Linked DNA regions of Cyprinus carpio: region 1 is linked to region 2. The links are chromatin contacts, called in public Hi-C maps. All regions are on one chromosome and are shown on one strand. Each heading gives the region's core, a stretch centred on a gene start, on an enhancer-like site or on the middle of the called end of the contact. The rest is flanking DNA. Distances are from core to core; before and after follow the strand shown.

Region 1 (5,832 bases), core at 750-3,249, 45 kb before region 2:
CTCAACAACATCCTTTTGTGTCTCTGAGAATGGCCTCTATAAAGGATACCTACTGGTTTTGAAAGACTGGGTAGTGGCTTTGTAACTCTTTTGTGTAAAAACAGAATTAAAGGATTTATATATATAAAACATTATTGTAACATATTGAATGTATTTTGCTTTTGGGTATCAAATTATGAGCAGAAAGATAAACCATTTTTGCTGTATTTAGATTGTAAATGATATGTTGTCTGTCCTTATAATAATAATAATAATAATAACCACAGAATAGCTTTTAATAAACGTATTTTTGTTTAATCAGCATTGTTCCCGCACTCCTGGACAACCTGGAAATGTCTTGGAAATTTTGAATCAGGCCTGGAATAGTAATGGACTAGTAATGCTTTACTAATTGGTAAGGACTTGACTGCAAAAGTCATGGAAATGGCCTGACCTTGACACAATGTAACTCTAACAAATGATTTTATTTAACTGTATTTGATAATATTGATTTGAATAAATGTTTTTGAAACCTCATTAGGTGGCTTTTGTCATGCTGAGAATAGATCTTTACCTTTTCCATACCGTTAAATGTTACTGCTGCATGCTTGCAACTTCAGATGACTCATTTTACAAACCCTTCTATTACATATTTTGTACCCTTTTAGTGACTGCGTCACTTTCAATTTATTGCAAATATTTTGAGCTAAACGCGATTCTTTGTAAATGCATTAATATTCGGCTGAGTTCCCTGACGTCATCAGAGCTGTAGGGGCAGGGAAGTGTTTTATTAGACCTGAGTGACTGCAGTACAGCACGTGACCGTCAGAGGTCGCCATATGATAGGCCACCTAGAACTGAATTGCGTGCAGCTTTGAGGACATATTTGTTGCACTTATGTCATGGAGGTGTTTAAATTAAATTTTCCAATACAAATCATGCACTGTCTGTAATGCGTTTCTACGCTTACATACTCTTGATATGAATGACTTGTTTATTAAACTGTTGTATAAACTGTTGAGTACTGCACAATACCGCTCTCCTTCAGTTGATTCTACAAATACACACAAACACATAATGTTTCTACCAAAATTCTGCTTTATATGATTATGGTTGGTTATGTAATTGAGCAAATATGTGCCACACCCGCTTTGATGTCTATAGGGTTGGGTTGCAAACACGTCTTAGTGCCCTAGATGTCAAAATGTGATTAAAATATGCCAAGAAGAGTTAAACTGTCAGAACAAATTCATCTTGATAATGCCATCCGTCTGTTAGACTGTCTCACAAATGGCTGTCAGCTTTTAAATTTAAGTACACAATCAGATAATACCAATTTAGGTCAACTAATTACCAAGGAATGCTTAGTCATTTTATTCAGTCTGTAGTGTAAAAAGTAGCATTAGCAATTAACCTTAAAGAAAAACAAAACAAAACAGATAAGCAAAACATGGTCAGGTCAAAGTGTCTGAATAATTTTACTGGTAGTCAACTGTATAAAGATTTTTGGATATAATATGTCACAGTTTATTTTGCTATCCTCACTTACATAAATGAACCATAGTGTCCTGCACCCACTAGTAAAAAATATCTAAAATGATATCTAGTGTCTGAATAATTTTTGGTTTGACTGTATATGAATGCATCTAACCATACAGTACTGTAATAATGTAACTCATCAGAAACTAAATATTTTCCAAATAATATTTTTTCGCAGTATAAATGGGGTCTTTACGCAGAAAACTAAAAATGTGCGAGGATCGTCATATTTGGAAGGTCCGTGGAATCTAAAAGATTGAAAAAGCCGGACGAACACAGCGCGCCGCCGTCGGCTCTCATTCCTCGACTGAAGCGCGAGAGACTTTATCAAAGTTTCTGGCGGCAGACTTTCGCAGCCAGCGCTCGAGCAAACACAGCGACGCTCTGGCCGTTGACGTAAGAGGTGGGTCTGGTCGTCTTGGAAACGAATTGGCACTCGAGTGTGGAAGCGCTTGGAAGCCCCGCCCCTTGTGCAAATACCCCCATAGGCTCTGACGTCAATGCACGTCAACCAGAGAACATGATGCCTCCTGCAAGTCAACTCGTGTACTCTCGCAAACACAGCTGAAATATTAGAGCTCTATTGTATTGAAGGAGGTGGCGTGACACATCGGCGCGCTCCTGCTTCTTCTGCTGAGACTGGAGCGGACCGTCAGCGAGCACCCTGGCCGGCACGCTGGCATTTCGACACGGTTTAGCCTCTGCCGACCTCGTTATCTTGAGGCTCAAGTGGCAGGTCTCTATCTTCTCGCCCCAAGCCCTAGTGTTTCACTAACAGCATGGTCATGGCTGACTGTCACCAAAAGCCAGTGCTCAGGGGTCCCGTCCGAGTGGGCTTCTACGATATAGAGCGGACTCTTGGAAAGGGCAATTTCGCTGTTGTGAAACTGGCAAGACATCGCATAACCAAGACAGAGGTGAGTTGATAATATATCAGCTGCTCAGCCCTCTAACTAACTACTAACCCTTGTGCACCGCACAGAAACACTACGAGATAGCAGTTACAGTTGCACTCACACTATTGTTGATACTAGTTATGTGAGAACTTAGTATCTTTGGGTAACAAACAACCTGTTTGTCTGAAGCGGTGTCACGTTTTTAAGGAGCCACCTGGGTTTGTTTTTTAGGAACGTTTTATAACTTCTAGTCATGGTTGATTTTTTAGTGTTTTGAATATTTGTATGTTGTCAAAATGCAAAATACTTAAACGTTTAATTGAAATCAGTTTTTTTTTTATTGTAAAATAAAATCATCAAGCCAATATCCAGATATATGAAATGTTAATAACATTAAAAGCAAGAATTAGTTTGTAAAAAAATTCATCATTTTTGCTTAATAAGTATTATTTTTATTAATCATCTTAAGAATTATGACTACTTTTTAAATAAATATTAATAATGTTTAAAAAAACCATTGGTTTTCAAAATTTATGTAAAATATTTCAATTAAAATCATTGTTCTTATTATAAAATATTATCAGACCCATATAATATGTGTTAAAAACATAAAAAAACAAAACAATAGTTCATTTTTAATACCCGAGGCATTTTTGTCACTTTCAGTTGCATTTATTTCAGTTCAGACCCTGGTCCGAAGTATGTTGACTACAACTAGCTGAAGCCTTTGTGCAGCTTTGCATGCACTGATAAACGCACGTCCAGCAGCCTAACGCCTCAACTGAAATATGCAGAGTATTCCAAAAGTGCAGGGTGTCCAAACCTAGTTGTCAAAGAAAGACAAAGGCCGTGTACAATAGCAAGAAATCATGCTGGTTTAGTGCCCATTAAATGTGGGCCATGCTTTTGTGCATTTGTGCAGTGGTTGCATAAGCAAAGGGTGATTTTGTGATAATGGATGTCATCTCATCGCTAAACCTGAGCTGATGATTGTCTCGCATTCCTTGCAAAGAAACCCTGCTGAGCACTGTTTGCATGACACAAGGTTACCGTGTTCACGAAAATGTCATAAATTATTTAAAAATGTAGTTACACTCAGCTCTAAAATGTGTGTGCTTTGTGAGTGCGGTCTGCATTAAATGATTTCTATTGACCTTGGTGACATTGTGTTGCTTTGCAGTAAAGTTGTGGTTCAGGGTGTTATAACGGTAGGTGTGAGCTGTAATTTTCGCTTGGCCAGAGAGCTGTTTTTTAAGACTGTCTGCAAGTCTGCAGATGTAGAGTTTAGCATTGGAGCACTGTGTGGAATTATGCTATTTAACAGGATTATGTTGTACACAGTTGATGCATCTCTGCAATGGCTGCCTCGAGGTGGCTTCATTTCTGTGGGGATGACACTGTCTCGGCTTCCCATCAGTCTCTTGTGTTTTATGATTTCTCTGTTCTTCTTCGGAGCTGTCTTCAGAATACACATGCTCTGGTAGCATGTGTCTTCTGCTTTGTGTATCGCCTGCATTGTTCATGGTTTCAACGGACAGTTGGATCACTGTTACTTCCAATGAGAATGACTAACCACATTTGCATCTGACAGCTGATTCATGGTGATGTGCTCTAATGTTTTCAGTCAGTTACCGTTATGCTTTCCAGGGGTCAGCAACAAGGCTGGCCTGGGGTCAGTGTGAGACAGTTTCAGGCCAACAGACAGAACTGTCACTTGTCAAGTACATTATGTCTTTCTTGCATTGATCGCGCAAATATGTTTTTATGCCTTTCAAATGTAAACATTTGGATTCATGTAAAAAAAAAAAAAGATCGTTGTTGCAAAATCTGTTGATGTCACCTAGATGCTGCTTTGCAAACAAATTATTTTTTGTTGAAATTGCATGAGAACAAATCTTTAAAGCATCAATTACAATTATGAAACCAATCATATATATATATATATATATATATATATATATATATATATATATAGATATATATATTTTAACTTATTATTTATTTATATATTTACATTTTTATATATATTTATAGAGAATATATATGTATATATATATATATATATATATTTGTGTGTGTGTGAATGTATGTATGTATATAATTTGTGCTTTTTTTCATTATATTATGTTATTTTTCTGCTAGCCTGAATTTTTGCAGTCCTTACTAGTATTTTCACTGGGCCCACCAGTTTATTTTTCAGAACATTCTTATTAATGTTTTTTAATAATATATAAATTGTGGTAGGGCTGGTGAAAATGTTGACAGGGTAAAAATCCATGCAGAAAAAAAAAATCCTTATTGTTCAGCCTTATTTTGGCATTTAAAAATATTTGTGTTTTAATGTACATCAAGATTGACTGATATTTTTTCAAGATGTCTTTAAAATATTTTGTATTCTATTATACTTTGAAGATTCCTTATACTTACAGTAGGAAGTAAGCCGAAGCACTAAAGTCTTGTAAATATTCATAACATAAATGTTTTATATCACTAATGATATAACACACAGGTCAAAGTCTTAACTGTGGAATCTGTTCTGTTTTTTCCGCTTCTGTGTACTTACCTGAAGATGATTATTATACAGTCAAAAGGGGGATTGAGGTATGAGTGGTTATGAAATGGTAAATTACTCCTGTTCTTCTCCCATTTGTCTGGCAAATGATGAAAAGCCTGTGGGAAAATAATAAGATAATTTGGATCATTGTCCTACTTCAGTAGTTAAGCCATTAACCTGACGCTCAGGTGTGTATTAGCTTTGCTCACGTGTATTTTGCCTTTGATCCGCGCTGGGGCTTGTGAAGACTGGATCGACCTGCACTGCAGACAGTAACAAGACTAATGAATTTCACCGAGTAGCTCGAGGCATTAGGCTCCATGCCAATGAAAGTGTGTCTCTGTGCCCTTCGTTCAACAGGTGGCTATAAAGATCATCGACAAGACCCAGCTGGATGCTGTGAACCTAGAGAAGATCTATCGTGAAGTACAGATCATGAAAATGCTGGACCATCCGCACATCATTAAACTGTACCAGGTAATGCCTGCCCAGGCCATTTCCTGCCAGTATTGTTGGCTCTTATGTGATAAATTGCTTGTGGTGCTTCTCGTTTATAAGTTGATCTGGATAAAAGCATCTGCTAAATGACTAAATGTAAAAAAAAAAAAAAAAACATTTTAAAAAATAGTAAGGTTTTAAAAGGGATGTACCAGTGTGGAATTTCTGGGTTGATAACTGAGAGTCTACAGCTTGTTGTGGCTGGTTCAATAACTGATTTTAAGTTTTAGCTAATTAATAAATAACACAAAGTAGCTTTTTTTATATAATCTTATAATCAGTCTTTGCACTTGACCATTTGACTACTTATATGGCACATTTTCTGTATTTGGCCCAAGTGTTTAAGTGAGGATGAAGACCACAAGT
Region 2 (5,603 bases), core at 2,465-4,964:
ACTGTAGAAAACAGTTCATCAGGAGACCAAAAACCTGATTCCACATTAATCTTTAAAATTCATATAGGATGACAAACTCTTAAGAGATGATACTAACAGGTGTGACGCACACCCTGTTCCAATTAGAATTATGCAACGATTAGTCTGTGAGAGTACATCAAAGGAGGACAACTGCAGGATACGTAGTTCAAATGACTTTATTTAGTCCCAAAAGTACACCAATTTCCCAAAAGAGTTAAAAAACAAAAAACAAAACTACAAGTTCTCATGATATTGAGCTTGAACAAAGGGTTTCCTCAGAATGCAGTAGATGCAAGTTGTTTGTAACAATGAATATTGCTGAATTACGTCCCACAAAAGACAAAACTCCTCCATACCAGCAAAAATGATTTTATGACACGACCAAATTTTTAGCATGCCTTCCACTTAAAGAGAAAAAATGTATATTGAAAAACTTACAAAATGATAAATTGTACTATAACTAGATAGTTCATTGGCACAAAAGTTCAAGAAATCTACAAGTTTATAAAGGGGGCTATTCATGACCAACATGAGCACAAAAATGCAGGCAAAACGGCGTGAATTGATGTTGTGTTGTTTCATACGTGCATCCCATGTTACCGCACAACTGATTCAATTATATGGTCCCTAAATGGAAAAAGCTCATGATAAAGGTGTGACTTCATTGCGTAAAGCAAATTTCTAGAGAGACCACAATCCAACCATGTGCTCAGAACACAATCTGCCCTGTGCACATGGAGGACTCTGCGGTTAAACCGTGTGAGCACATGAGATTTTTTTCCCCCTCTAGAGAGGGAACACATGTAAACAATGTGCTGTGCGCTAGCAAATCTACTAAAGCAAATAAACAGGCATTTCGCACCATCTGCTACTGGCAGGATGAGCTCTGGTCTAAGAAAAGCAAATGGCATGCTGAAGCAGGCATGTACCGATTCCGATACGATCGCACTGGGATGGCTCATGAGGTGATGTTTGCGAAGAGCTATGCGTAAATTGTACAAGCATGCAGAGCTTAGCTTCTCTAACAATGTTTGAGGTAAAACTTCATAGAAAGTCCATCCTTTGATCATTCAATATCTTTGAGAGTAAACAAGAACACAACGACAATACTTAAACAATAAATATAATGCAACAGGTCTTGTGTTGTCAGTTTTTCACTGGATGTGGTGAGGAAGTCTTTCAAGCCAAGGCAAGAACTATGGAGAGAGCGAAAAACAGTACAGAGGAGAATGAAGCAATGTTTCTGAAAGGATTCATGTTTCAAAGGTTAAAGAGATAAAAGGAAATGTACCACTTATAGCCTCTAGGGCAAAGTACTTCACATCCATATCTTGGTCTGTAGCTAGTTTCTCCAGGACTGGTTTAACCTCGGCCTGCAAAGCACTATTGAAAACATCATTGTTAGTACTGCTGGTTTGTTTGCTTATGCCATCAAGATACAAAAGGGTACAGGCAGCTATTATTTAAAGATACCTGCTGTCCAAAACTGGTCCGATCTTCTGTAAGCACCTGGCCACATTGAAGCGCACATTAGCCACCTGATCAGTGGACATCTTGAGGACTACAGGCAACATGTGCTTGGTGGTGATTTCCTGTCCACATACTCCAGACAGAGCCTGACCCATAAAAATAAATTGAATAAAAAAAGGCTTTCATTTGTTGTCATTTTGCAACACCAGATATTAATGTAATGACTTTCAACTGGGAGAACATTTAGGTTTAAGAAACAGGCACCAGCCAGGGCATCCAGACTTACATTGATGCAGAAGAGAGTGGTCATCCTGTGCAGGTAGTTGGAATCATTGGCCATGCCAAGGACTTTGGGCACAATGGTGTTCTGGGCCCATTCTGCTCCAAACTTCTCCACCAGCTTCATGAGGTTGCAGGTGGCAGCCTCTCGGATAGCAAACACTGCAGAACAAGGCCAAGATACTAATGTTAACTCACAGGCTCACACGAAGATTGAGAATTGAGATGAAGATGAAAACTGACCTTTAGATAAATGTAATTTTTAGGACACACCACCAAATATACAGTCTACTGCCATGCCATACAAACTGAAGACATACATTCTTCAGTATCACAAATTGTCACTTAGAGAAAAGTAGAGAATGAATGATTGTGTGTATTTGTCAGAAAAATCTACATTAAAATAAAATAAAAATATAATTAAAAAGTCTATCTATCTATCTATCTATCTATCTATCTATCATGGGCGTTGCTATGCCATCGCTAGACCAATGATTACTCAGCCCCCCTAAAAATTTTGCAATTAGCTCTGCAAACTGTACACGAATTCGTGATTGCCTCAGTACCCTTTAAATTTCATATGAAAACGGCAGAAGACTTAGATCGGCTCCTCCCTGTCTTTCAATGCATTCTTCAATCCGCAGACCAAGACACAGAGGACAAGGTATGTGTTTATCGACAGATTGTTATGATATCTGCATCTGTGCATAAAGACAGTTTACAAAATATCATGGGGAGCAATCGGTTTTCCATCTCATCACACCACAGCGGTTTCCTCCAGCGAAAATGAAGCCCTTAACACATATAAACACATACTATATAAAATTATCATGTTGCCATTTTTATTTGAAAATGTTACTTTTAACATAAAACTTTATTAATTGCGGTGCATGTGGCAAATAGGTTTGCATACTTGAGCTGAAGAAAGAGAAATGCAAACAGTAAAATTTTGTGTTTGTACAGTAAACAGGTGTGTGTGTGTGTGTGTGTGTGTGTGTGTGTGTGTGTGTGTGTGTGTGTGTGTGTGAGATCAGGATTCAGGAAGACTTGTATGGCTTATTCAGTACTCCAATGTTACACCTATCTATGCAATTCAGTGAAATACAATAAGTTGCAAAATGTAATAAAATGCAATAAGTTTAGTTTACCACCTTACCCTATTAGTCAATCATTTTTTATTTTATGTTTTTTTTTATTATTATACCCTCATTGGGGGCTGAGCCCCCCTAAAACGAAAATCTTAGAATCACCCCTGCTATCTATAAAAATTAATTAAAATTAAAATAAGAAATACATTAAAAATAAATACATTTACAGTGGACAAAGTCCCATTCTACACATAAATATATGGCATGGGACTTCATCTACTGTAGATTTACAGAATTGTGAAAACTGGACATGTCATATAGAAGATTCACCAGTACATAAAATAGTGTCCATTTAAGGACACAATAGTGATTCATGGATTGTCCCTTAAGGGGTTTAAAACTACAATCTTCCATTACCAGTCCAGATTTTTATCCATTACACTACACCACCCTCTTTATCCAACAGAAGTCTACCATTCCACTTATTTTTCTCCTAAAAAGATGATTTAATATGAATAATGCACTAATTTCAGCTTTCGGTTTGTTTGATCAGATTATCTGGCACAACAGTTGGACCCAAGCAGGGTTAATCAACATTGTTTTGGTGCTCAGCATTACCTCCATAGATTACATTCCACCTGACTTCACAATAACTCAAATAGAGATCACAATCAAGCCATTTAACCTTCATTCTCGGAAGAGTAAATATCTACAAACATCCTGTGAAATTGTGCATCACAAATCTGCTAAACATCAGACGGGCGGCTCTTTTGAAATCCGTTTTACGATGACATAACCCCCTTTATCAAAAGACTGGGAATTTGCCTGAGACAATCCTATTTAGAGTTTAAAATTCAAGCCAAACCTCTATCCATAGTCCTTACAGATCTTATGAAAAAAATAAAATGCTACACATCAGCCAAAATACGATGAGCAATTTCATGAAGCAGGTCAAGCTTTAAATGGAGATTATAAAACACACAAAAAATGAGACAATCCATTTAACACTGTATATCTCTTGCAGATGTTCCTGTGTGTATTTGTCAGAAAGAGTTCAGATTTACACATGACAGACAGCCGAGCACAGCGCCGCTCTGGCTCTGAGCTCTTATGTAAGAGGACAGCACTGGCCCAGCAGCACAGGATATACAAGAACATTCCAGTGATGTAACCCATCTGGCCCTTTGTCTACAACTGTGTCAGAGTGAAACTGTGCGTGTATGTGTGTGCGCACATGGTTGAGGTCCTCGCTGAAAATCACCATGCAAAACACCTCAACAGCTGGATCCACTCAGCGCATGGTTCAAAGTGAGATCATAACCATTCTGACAACCATTAAATTGAAGATTTACTAAGAGGCTCATCAATCTGAAACATTCATTACCACTGACACGCCAATCAAAGCGAGATCAGCAGGCAATTTAAAAGTCTTATCTGTTCTACAAAAGTGGCGCCTGTTTGAACCAGGATATTAGATATTGTGATGAAAAATCGGAATTATCAGCAGCCATTACTCCAGTCTTTAGTGATCTTAAAGAAATCTTTCAAATATATGGATTTAGTGCTATTTTTCTGAATTCTTTGATGAATAAAAAGCACAAAAATAGCATTTCTTCTAAATAAAATGATTAAATTATAAATGTCTTTACTGTTACTTTATTTTTTTGATGCACCCTTGCTGTATAAAAGTAGGATTAAATCTTAATTTTAAATCTTAAAATTTGATCTTACTGTCACCAAACCGTAGAAGAGTATTGTACATGTAGTCTAATTTTAATAATCATTACAAAAAAATTACTCTTGATAATATGCAGTCTAAGACAGTATTTAGAGATTGTACTTGGATTTAGACTTAGATGTGGATTAAGATATTTACACACTTAACCTTGTTAAAGAGTCTCAGTTCCCTTTTCTACTTAAAAAGAACAACATCATAATAAGGATAGAATGACACACAGGGAGGTGAAATTGAGAGAAGGAAGAAAGCAATAGAAATGTAGAGAGAGAGAGAGAGAGTGCTAGAATCTTATCAGACCCTTATAATTTGCTGATAGCAGAAACTTTGAGAAATCTCTTTCTCCTTTTGGGGAAGGAGTAGGACAGAAGAGAGGCTGAGGCAACTGCTGCATGTCTTCAGTGTGCTGTCTTCAAATTTAAGCAAATGCATCTGCATGAACTTATACAGTTTAAAGGTTCTGGTTCATTGTTGTCAGTAATCGTCAAACTCAGAAAACCTACCGTGATCAATGAGCCATGCCATGCACAGTGAATTCAACTTCTCATCAAAGAACTCCACTCCCTAGAAATAAAGTTGGAATACAGTTACAATCCATAAAGTAACAATCCACCTATTTCTCATTCCCACGTGTTTCCAAATCACTCTGTCATTTTAGAGCTTTAAGGGGTAGATGTCCCAAAAATAAAAAATTCTCAACCTCATTTACTCAACCTCAAGTTGTTCCAAACCTATGTAAGTTTTTTTTTTCTTCTGTTGAGCACTAAAGAAGATATTTTGAAGAATGTTGGTAATCAAACAGCTGACGATAGCCATTGACTTCCAGAGTATGGAAAAAAATACTACAGAAGTCAACGGGATTATCAACTGTTTGGTTAACGACATTCTTCAAAATGTCTTTTGTGTTCAACAGAAGAAATAAACTGTTTGAAACAACATGAGAGTGATTATCTTTTACTGCCCAGATACAATTAATCGATCTTGAGTGGAGCGCAGACTCACCAGTTGGC

What was found. A called contact is a pair of places that touch in the nucleus more often than the background predicts.
Region 1: a Hi-C map of skeletal muscle shows a contact between it and region 2, with 3 times the contacts expected there. The contact joins the promoter of LOC109103188 here to the enhancer-like site in region 2. A contact is called at or near these places in 5 of 8 Hi-C or Micro-C datasets (liver, red blood cells and skeletal muscle).

The regions. Positions count from the first base shown.
Region 1 is chrB15:15,988,414-15,994,245 of ASM1834038v1, reverse strand. LOC109103188 (serine/threonine-protein kinase SIK2-like) reads left to right here and starts at 1,999. Exons shown (of 15, transcript XM_019116554.2): 1 at 1,999-2,435; 2 at 5,329-5,445. The coding sequence starts at 2,298. LOC109103225 (layilin-like) reads left to right here. Exons shown (of 7, transcript XM_042739452.1): 7 at 1-516.
Region 2 is chrB15:15,945,637-15,951,239 of ASM1834038v1, reverse strand. It overlaps ppp2r1bb (serine/threonine-protein phosphatase 2A 65 kDa regulatory subunit A beta isoform), which reads right to left. Exons shown (of 16, transcript XM_042739450.1): 11 at 5,596-5,603; 12 at 5,097-5,157; 13 at 1,778-1,932; 14 at 1,495-1,637; 15 at 1,313-1,404; 16 at 180-1,217. The coding sequence ends at 1,201. Among protein-coding and RNA genes, the nearest start is that of ppp2r1bb, 16 kb to the right of the region's middle. Within about 2 kb of position 3,714, at least 1 of the 8 cell types and tissues checked has an H3K27ac peak or open chromatin away from gene starts, as enhancers often do. A contact at or near this core is called in skeletal muscle, where this site is marked.